2 separate regions of the Danio rerio genome follow, and region 2 is linked to region 1. The links are chromatin contacts, called in public HiChIP or PLAC-seq maps. All regions are on one chromosome and are shown on one strand. Each heading gives the region's core, a stretch centred on a gene start, on an enhancer-like site or on the middle of the called end of the contact. The rest is flanking DNA. Distances are from core to core; before and after follow the strand shown. Region 1 overlaps tnrc6c1 (trinucleotide repeat containing adaptor 6C1). Region 2 holds the start of zgc:163143.

What was found. HiChIP or PLAC-seq counts read pairs in DNA pulled down with a chosen protein or histone mark.
Region 2: an H3K4me3 HiChIP or PLAC-seq map of embryo shows a contact between it and region 1, with 5 times the contacts expected there. The contact joins the promoter of zgc:163143 here to the enhancer-like site in region 1. A contact is called at or near these places in 4 of 18 Hi-C or Micro-C datasets (caudal fin, fibroblasts, hematopoietic stem cells and 1 more) and 2 of 4 datasets of contacts at active chromatin or transcription factors (caudal fin and embryo).

Annotation. Positions count from the first base shown.
Region 1 is chr3:33,127,433-33,132,510 of GRCz12tu, reverse strand. It overlaps tnrc6c1 (trinucleotide repeat containing adaptor 6C1), which reads left to right. Exons shown (of 21, transcript XM_073944712.1): 4 at 1-1,760; 5 at 2,844-3,038; 6 at 3,931-4,094; 7 at 4,690-4,767; 8 at 4,843-4,900; 9 at 4,986-5,078. Among named protein-coding and RNA genes, the nearest start is that of znf207a, 42 kb to the right of the region's middle. Within about 2 kb of position 1,995, at least 4 of the 62 cell types and tissues checked have an H3K27ac peak or open chromatin away from gene starts, as enhancers often do.
Region 2 is chr3:33,467,136-33,472,213 of GRCz12tu, reverse strand. It overlaps zgc:163143, which reads left to right and starts at 3,025. Exons shown (of 12, transcript NM_001083569.1): 1 at 3,025-3,214; 2 at 3,306-3,507; 3 at 4,536-4,568. The coding sequence starts at 3,147. It overlaps LOC137490668 (a long non-coding RNA gene), which reads right to left and starts at 1,411. Exons shown (of 7, transcript XR_012401100.1): 1 at 1,333-1,411; 2 at 1,121-1,228.

The DNA of each region.
Region 1 (5,078 bases), core at 746-3,245:
TAATGGTGGCAGTGGCAATGGCAGTACCACATGGGGTAGTATTATGCCCAGTGACTCCTCAGAGCCACACTCCACCCCATCCACGAATGTGTCTTTCAGCTCTGAACCTCAGAACCTTAACACTGATGGACCAAATCACACTAAGCAGGAGCCCAGAAGTCCTGGTCACAGCCTGTCAAACTGGGGGGTTGGACCTCCAGGCATGGGCTCATTTGTTCAATCCCAAGGAGGATCCTCGCAGGTCAACGGGGATAGGGAACCTATTTGGGGTAATGGAGATGCCAAGTCTGGTGGTGGCTCAAAAGACTCTGATTGGGACTCAGGGCACTGGGTACAAGGAGGGGCCTCGGGCACTTCTGGCTGGGGACAAGCTGCCTCATCTGGTGACTGGGGTAAGCATTCCAACATTGACACCAAAGGATGGAATTCTTCAGGCTCTCCCACCCAAGAACAGCAGCTAAATTCTTGGGTCCGTGGGCCCAATGCCCCAGCTAGTGAGGGAAGTAGTGACAGCATGGAATGCCATCATCGCAGGAGGGATCGATCATCAAGAGATGAGACTTCTCCTATTCTGCCTGCCCAGGATATGGATCCTCGGGTTTTGTGCAACACAGGCTGGGGACAAACACCTGTGCGGCAGCATACTGCTTGGGAAACCGAAGAAGCTGCTCGCTCCAACCGCAAGAATGACATTGGAACTGAGGCCTGGGGCTCGTCTTCAAATGCAGCCAATGTAGGACCAACATCTAATTCTGGCAGTGCCAACCCAAACTCAGGCACTACATCCAGACCTGACTCTGGAGGCAAGAGTGAAGGCCCCTGCCCTAGTACTGGTGCTGCACCTGGATGGGGCACAGCAATGTCATCACCCCAGGCTGGCTCTGGTTGGGCAGATACAACCAGCAACAAGAAACCTTCAATTGGTCCTGGAGATTGGGGCAGCACCTCAGCTGGAGGCCCAGGAGGCAACCTGCAGAAAAGTGGTCAGACTTGGGGTTCGGAAGAGAAGTCTCCGACCTGGGAAGACAGTCACGCTAAAGCCAAACCACAGTGCTGGGTTGAGGGACCCAAATCTCACGGGTGGGGTAATGGACCTGGTGGAGAAAGTGGTTCTGGAGGAGAATGGGGTGAACCTGGAGATGGAAAGAAAAATGGTCCCTCCAGCTCTACCTGGGAGGGAGAGGGTACAGGCTTAAATGAGGGATCCAGAGGATGGACCAAGCCTTCTGCTGGAGTAGGAGGAAACTGGGGAGAAGCACAACGCCCCAGTGTGCCACCACAAGGATGGAATAACAAGCCTCAGGAGGGTACCAATGGCAATAGCACCAGTGGAAGCATGGGTTCTTGGGGAGGTCCTAGCTCGGTAAAGCAGAGTTGCTCTGGATGGAATGGAGGAAATGGTGGAGGTGTTAAACCTGACCACACTGGAGACCCCACTGGATGGGAGGAGCCCTCTCCACCCTCCATTCGCCGTAAGATGGAGATCGATGATGGTACCTCAGTTTGGGGTGACCCAAGCACTTACAACAAAACAGTCAATCTCTGGGACAGGAATAACCCTGGAATGCAAGGCAAACCAGGACCTAGCAATGCCAACAATGTACCCAACAACCATCATCATCATCCCCATCATAATCAGCCTCCCATACAATCCCACAACCATGGAGGGCCAAACTCAAACAATAATCACATTTCTCCTGATAACGCTGGCCCACATCAAACAGGGCCATCTCACAATAGAACAACCCACATGAATCCAGGTGAGAAACACAGCTTTTTACTTTTACCCTTTTAAATATAACTAGTTAACTAGATAGTAGTTATACTTTAGATTATGTTGTCATAAGTAAAATGTGAGTAATGCTGCAGTAATAGTGTTTGCATTCTGTCTATGAGTGAAGTTCAACATATTATTTGAGCCAGGATGCAGTGTGTAATTAGAGTTTGGCTGTCATCTGTGGGGAGTATCAGTAGGCCTCAGCAGGATACTTGGAACAGACCCGGCGCCCTCTGCTGTTTCTATGTAGATTTGCACTCCTTCTGCCAAAGCTGTATTTAACATGGCATCCTCAGATGTCCCCTGTGCCAAGAACTAAACAGACATTTAAAATTGCAGCATACTATTCCATTTAAGACAGAGGAGCTAATTTTTATTCCAATATGTTTTACAGTTACAGTTATAATTATGATGTTATTTGTCGAGGAAATATTGCAAAGTTGTTTTGCAAAAAAAAGTACAGGACATTAGCACAGTGCAAGTATACCAGTATAAGTAAAATTTAATGGTGTTTCAAAATATTACCTTAATTGTAATTTTCGGAATTGATTTGTTTAAAACTGTAAACATTTTTCAGATCTGACATTAGTGTTTTCATATTCTGTGTGCTTACGACAATAAAAGGAGTTGTCATAAATCTAAAGATCATTTTAGGAGATGTAAACAAAAACAATGGTCCCAATGTATTTTCTGTTTTACATTTTTCATTTCTTTAGCTGTCGAAAAAGAGCCACATATTGATAAATAATGTAATGACAGCTGATTTAACATTAAGTTACGATTGAATTGCCTCTTGTTACAGTTATGAAATCGTTTGATAACAAGCAGGAAATGTTCATGGGCCAATGACATGACCACATTGAAATGGTCTATATAAAGGTGTTGTCATATTATTAAAAATACCTAGGTTTACTTTGAAAATGGCAGAATATGATGATACGCTTTCCCCCTTATTTATTACATGAACTATTTATTAAATGATGCCCGTTTTATCATTGTTTAGCTATGTAGAAAAGGGTTGTGAAAACCCTGAATTTGTCCTGAAGTTTGCAGTATTCTTATGCAGGATGGGGAGAGATGACAAATGCCCATTCAAAACCTGAACCTTTATGGGGAGAGCCAGCAGCTCCTGCTGCAAGTGTGGACAATGGCACTTCAGCATGGGGCAAACCCCCAGGTAGCTGTGGCAGCTGGGGTGAAAACGGCCCTGAGGTCTATAGCCGAGGCAATGGACCCCCTGGATCTGCCCCCTGCAAACCTGGTTAGTTTCAATATTCTAATTGCTTTAAATTGTTATACAAGATTTTAAGGAATCGCATGCAATGATACTTTTTTTTTTATTTTGTATTTTTTTTTATTATGCATTAGTAATTTACAAATACAGCAAAAACAGGCAACAAGCAAAAATTCCAAAGATAATTAAAATAAAATAAAAAAAACAAAAAAAACAAAACAAAAGGAAGACATTCACAAGACGCCAAGAACAGATTCATAATAGCTTACAATAGACAGAGCTTTTACATTTTTTACAACTTTGAGAGACTTCTTTAACAGAATAATTTCGTTGACAAATATCTTGTATAAAGGAGGAGATTTTGAAAGTCGACATTTGTGGATGAAAAATTTACCATTTAAAATGATCAAATTAACAAAATTGTTAATTTGTTTATCACCATTTTCAAAATAAATAATTTCTTTTGCATTCAATGTTATCAACATATTATTTTTAGCAGAATAATCAGAAAAACAGTCCTTCCAAAATAATTGCACACTGACAATCAACGAATAAGTGACATAAGGATTCCTCACTGTTTTTACAAAATGAACATTCTTTCTCGATATCTAAAACTTTGGAAAGTAGCACATTGGTTGGGTATATTTTATGTAAAATCTTTAAATTAATTTTTCTTACTTTATTTAAAATGCAAAACACATGCAATGATACTGCTTTTGCGTTTGAGTGCTGAATGACATGGTGTCAGGTGCTAGTTATCAGAGCTTTGAATGTGTAACAACAGGGCCCCCTGTTGTTGCAAAAATGTACTGCAGGATTGCACAGGTTTTTCTAAATTAAGTAAAAGGGTTTGTTTCTGTTGTTTGTAAACCTGGGTAATTAAAAAAAAAAGAATAAAAAAACTTTTTTTTTTCTCCAGCCCCCAAATCTATGCAAGATAGTTGGGGAGGTGGTGAGGACATGGGCCTGTCTGCAGGGCAATGGGAGCAGGATGAGGGTGACATGTGGAACAACACTGCGTCTCAGGAGAGCAACTCCTCCTGCAGCTCCTGGGGCAACCCACCGAAAAAGGGCCCACCAAAGGTAAATAATTTATAAAATTTTTATATTTATATAATGGATTTATTCTGGTGTTCATCACAATTAGGCATGGTCTGGTATATGATTCTGACATTATGGTAACCTTGGATAAAAATATCATGGTTTCACGGTATTGTAATTACTGTTCTAAAATATATTCTTTTCTAATTGTCTGCGTAAAAAGAAAATTATCCTCTGAACACAATATATAAACATTTCAAACATAGAAAAATTTGAAACAGAAACATTCGAAATATAGAAACATTTGAAACATTTTGGAACAGTAAACATGTCAGGCTAAATAATTTAAATCAATCATTGACTTCTGCTGTCTTCATTTGTTTAAAAAACACATTTCTTTACATTTACATTACATTCTTTACAATATTTACAATTTCTGTTAGAGATACTCTTTTCCTAAATAAATATTTTTTTAAATCTTACACATGTCTTAGGAACAGTATAACAAAAAGTTTTGGCTGTTTTATAACCTTGATTTTTCTCAACCGTTTTATACCTTGAAAACAGTTATTATCCTGTGCCTAATCACTAAACTGTACATGCTTCAGAAAGAGCTCATCTATCTCTCTTTTTTAAGGGAAAAGTCACAAACAAACAGGATGAAACCTGGATAATGAATCGTCTCATCAAGCAGTTGACTGACATGGGCTTCCCTGTGAGTACTGCTTATATTTCATTTAGTAGGATTTCTCCATCTGCATGTTTGACTGTTGTCCCTTTGCCTTTGTAGAGAGACCCTGCCGAAGAAGCTCTTAAGAGCAACAACATGAACTTGGATCAGGCCATGAGTACGTTTTATACCCCCAAAATCTTTCATTCTTTTAAGAACTTTAAGAACGTCTTTACTAGAATATTGTGTTTGTTGTGTTGTAGGCGCCCTGTTAGAGAAGAAGACGGAACTAGATAAAAGGGGGATGGGAATGTCTGACTACAACAACGGCCTAGTCAATAAACCAATGGGCTGTA
Region 2 (5,078 bases), core at 1,776-4,275, 340 kb before region 1:
TCTATATACTTATGCATGAATTAACACATGGTCCTTTAATATGGATACGATAATAATACTAAAAAGAGCATTAAAAAGTCTTGTATATCATTTTGAAAGATGCAAGTACGCAGTGAAAAGAGAAAGAGAGAGCAAAACTGTCCAGAAACATTATTACAAACCATTTGATTGAACCATGCGTGTTGTATTTTTTCATATTTTATTAATAATAATAATAATAATAATTTTTTTTCATTATCGGTTTAATGTTCAAATTAGTGTTTTTTTCAGTAGATTATTTGTGTATGTATTATCAAAATTGTAGTTTTTTATTATCATGTAAGCTGTTTGCATTTGGAGAACATTCTTTTTTTTTCTGTGTGATATACGAGGGATTATACTAGCATTGAACAATTCATTCAGCACACGCAACCAGGGTGCATTAACGAGGCAAACTAGACAAACTACACAGACAGACAGACAGAGAGAGAGAGAGACAGACAGACAGACAGACAGACAGACAGACAGACAGACAGACAGACAGACAGACAGACAGACAGATAGATAGATAGATAGATAGATAGATAGATAGATAGATAGATAGATAGATAGATAGATAGATAGATAGATAGATAGATAGATAGATAGATAGATAGATAGAATCTATCGCTGTACTGGTCATATTATAGTAAAATGCTTTCTTTGATAGGCTGTTAAATATATGTAAACTTAACATCTATATATCAAAGGCAAGAAAAATAATAGTAAACAGAGAACGATGAAATATATTGACGCGCTCATATAATGTGTACGGGCGCCGAGCGCGTTCACGTGAGAGTATGTACGCTTTTTGCGTGTCCAGTCCGCCTGTGGGAGCGAGTTTAAGTTAAACAGTGAGAACAGCGCCTACTAGAGTCACGGAATACGACGGTCGCAGAATTTGGTGTAACACCGGTGCACGGTTACGGCAGCGTCGCGCTTCTGCCGCCGCAGCTGGCCCGAGTGTATTTTGTTAATTGGGTTGCGATTATATTCCGCCGTGGCAACACTTATTAATAAAGCAGTAACGTAAGATATAAGGCGCGAATACGCGACAAAGGGAACTTTTACACCGAGAAAACTAACAGCATATAGTACTCACCGTCTATAACGTTATGTCCCTCGGTGACTTCGATATCACATTGTATTAACTTCTTTAATAAGCAGCAGACATCTTAGCAAACTCCATCCTGCAGGCCAGCCCGGAGCACTTAAAGCGGGGGAAAGCCGAGACCCGAGAGTCAGACAAAATCAACAGAACACGGCTTCACATGTGAAAATGAGACTGAAAATATATCTTTAATACATTCTTACCTGAAAAGTGTGGACTCCAAAATACACTTTTCTTTGAAAAGCGTGCGAAGTTCTGTGTAAACAGCCAGCATACTCTACCGACCGCCTCACAAACACTACTATAACGTCTCAACAAGCATCATTGAAGATCTTAAAGAGACAGCAACATCACCACCTGTATGAAGATGCTGTCACTCTGCAAGGTTCTTTTTCTACATCCCATAAACTATAGGGTCTTAAACAGTAAGCAAAGACCAGTATTTACGTTTTTAATGATTAAAATTACATTCAATTATAAATTAAATTATTAACATTTTTGAGAAAAAATGTAATTTAAATACATGAAAAAAATTTATTATTAAAATATTTAATTCAATCAATTTATTTATTTATTATATTTTTAAATTATGTATTTTAGTATTAATGTTTAGTATTAATACATTTAAATTAGTGTTATAGTGTCTTGATCTTATCATGAGCTGATGGTACAATTTTGTTCCTATAGGGAAACAAAATATATAATTGTACCTGTAAAGGTGCCAAATTGGTCCTTTACGGTACAATTTTGTATCCAAATGTGCTATAAAAAGTACAAAAATGTACCTTTCAAACCTAAATCTGGACATTTGTACCTTTATAGCCCATTTGGGTACAAAATTGTACCCTAAGGACCAATATGGGACCTTTAAAGGTACAATTTTATATTTTGTTCCCTCTAGGAACAAAATTGTACCCTCATTGTACCTTTTTTTCTGAGAGTGTAACTGTATAACACTATATTCATATTTTACTCAAGCGATTTTATAGTGTTTATTTGCTAAACTTTCTTATAATCTTTTAATTAATGATTTCCCACATTTAATACTGTAGTAATTTATAGTAATAAATAGTTACCAAAATTTAGCAATAGGAACAAATTAACTATTAATAAAAAAGTATATATATATATCAGCTGTGAAATATATATATATATATATATATATATATATATATATATATATATATATATATATATATATATATATATATATATAGTATATATATATATATATATAACAGCTGTGAAAGTTTAGTAAAAAATAGTAGTTCATATATAAACTTATAATTATAATCAGATAATCAGTTAAGATAATCAGTTTATAACTATATATATATATTGTTTAAATGATTAACTAGAAGGCTAATTTATTTTAAAGTGACATATTATTGTTTGCTTTTTATATTTTACAACAAAGTGATTTTAACCAAGTATGATAATATTAAGATCTTGAATTAGTTTATTACACTTAATCCAACAATTAGACGGTCTATAATGTTTTCTTTGTGTATGTAAACACATGAATAAAGTCATAAGTGTCTTTAACCATTTTTTTTTTTTATTTACATAATTTGAGCTCAGAAACTGCAGAGATGTTAAAATGATCGTAACGATATAATAATAATAATAATAATAATGACTGAAATGGCAAACCATACTTGTTAAATTCAATAGGTGGCGATAATGCTAAAGAGTTAGTTACCATATATGGTTTGCCTAAATCGTGTGTCCTAGATTGTGTGTGACTAAAACGTGTGTGGTTCTGCGGGCCTGCAGCTGGATATTATTGGACATGTGAGCACAGGGGTCATTGTGTCCGATAGGTGGCGATGTTTATGTTTTCAGTTCTGCTGTCTCGACACCACAGAAACAGACGGAGCTGAGCACGATTGGCTGTTTCAGTCTGTTTTGCTTTTTGATGAGCAGTCAGAGCAAATTCTGTTCGTTAATAGAGCGCACTTAACATTAACAAGCATACACGCTGTGGATAAATGTGAATGTTGGGCACACGAACAGGATGGTGTTAGTTTGTAGTGCGTATAACTGTAAAAACACTCTGAGGAACAAAAGCGTCTCTTTCCACTTGTAAGTTAAGCTCAATACTGACTGTTTCTCAAGAATAAAAGTATTACAGTGGCGGTGTGAATTTACATTCATGTTGTCATTTCTATTTCAGATTCCCTCTGAAAGACCCCAGCTTGCTGAAAAAGTGGCTTAAAAATTTAAGATGGAAAGACTGGAAACCCAATCCAAACAGTAAGATCTGCTCGGCCCACTTTGAAGAGAAGTGTTTCATTTTAGAGGGGAAGAAAACAAGACTTCACACATGGGCTGTGCCGACTATCTTCTCATTTCCTAACCGGTATTCAGAAAGAAATGTGCGTGAATATGTTTTAAATATTTATTGCTGTTATTGCCGTATGCAATACAGAACAAAACAACAAACAAAGCACAACATTCATTCATCTTCTTTTCAGCCTTTATTAACCTGTGGTCGCCACAGTGGAATGGACTGACAACTTATCCAGCATATGTTTTACGCAGCGGATGCCCTTCCAGCTGCAACCCATCACAGGGAAAAATCTATACACACTCATTACCACACATACACTATGGGCAATTTAGCTTACCCAGTTCACCTGTAACACATGTTTTGGGGGGGGAGAGACCATGCAGAGGAAACCTACACAAACACGGGGGAGAACATGCAAACTCCACACAAAAATGCCAACTGACCCAGCCGGAGCTCAAACTAGCGACCTTCTTGCTGTGAGGCGATTGTGCTATCCACTGTGCCAACTTGCTGCTAACGCACAACAAAGAAGGTGTTTAAAGGTCGTTTCATGTGTCACTAACTTGAAAGTTTTTACTAAATGACAGAAGTCATTTTTTGAGATATTTAAAATACAATAGATCAGTTTAAAATAAATGATAACACAAAATTGTATGTTTTCACATGTCATACATTTCGGCTTGTAAGTTGAACTATTGTAATTTTCTGCAAAAAGAAGCTCTATTTCATTAACTTCCTATTTAAAAATTCTGAGAATTCTTTATTTTTTATGTTATTCTTTCTTACAATATGTTGAAAAATTATCATTATTGTGAAATAGTATTTGCAGACAGGTATGATGAATTTAATTTTATGTGCCAAGCATTTGAAGTTTTACATGTATAGGTATTAAATTCAGATTGGGCCTGATAACCACCCCCCTAGTAAGTGAACCAAGACTTGTGCCTCACAGCAAAGTTTTTTTTTCTGTCATTTACAAAGTAGGTTTATAATTAATCTGAAGTCTAGTAGTAATAATAATGTGTCATATAATTACCGGGCACCATTGAAACTGTCCACCACTCATTTAATGTTTTTTTATGTTCCTTTTTTTTCCTGGTTGTACCCTTACAGGTTAAAATAAATCCCAGAAGCAGAAGGGCTCGGGTGAGTAACACAACTTTTTTTGTAATAATTTATTTTAATTATTTAATTTTACACTAACAATTACTTGAATAAGACAAGAAACAATATATTTCTACAGATTGTTCTTTTTTTTTTAAAGCATTAACTGCAAAATTATATATTTGAAATATTTTAATGTTCAGTAATAAGAAATATACAAATTTATGACGGATTTCAGGGTCTCACTAATACTGCATAGTTTACACTAAAATAAGTTAGTTTCAAAATCACCTATTATTACTAATACAGCTGGTTTTATGTGCCAGATCTGCATATTTTAGTCTGGCTTTTATTCAGAACTGTGTGATTTCACCAAATATGTGCTTAGAGCAATTAGCTCTATATTATTCAATATATACAGGTATCTCTGAATCTCTGGATTTATTTTTATTCCATTAAGAACTTTGAACTCTTCCAACTTTTAAAGAAAAATATTGTAATTTAAGGCTCTATTATTTTTATTTGCTGATTCTCTCAATCAGGGTTATTGCA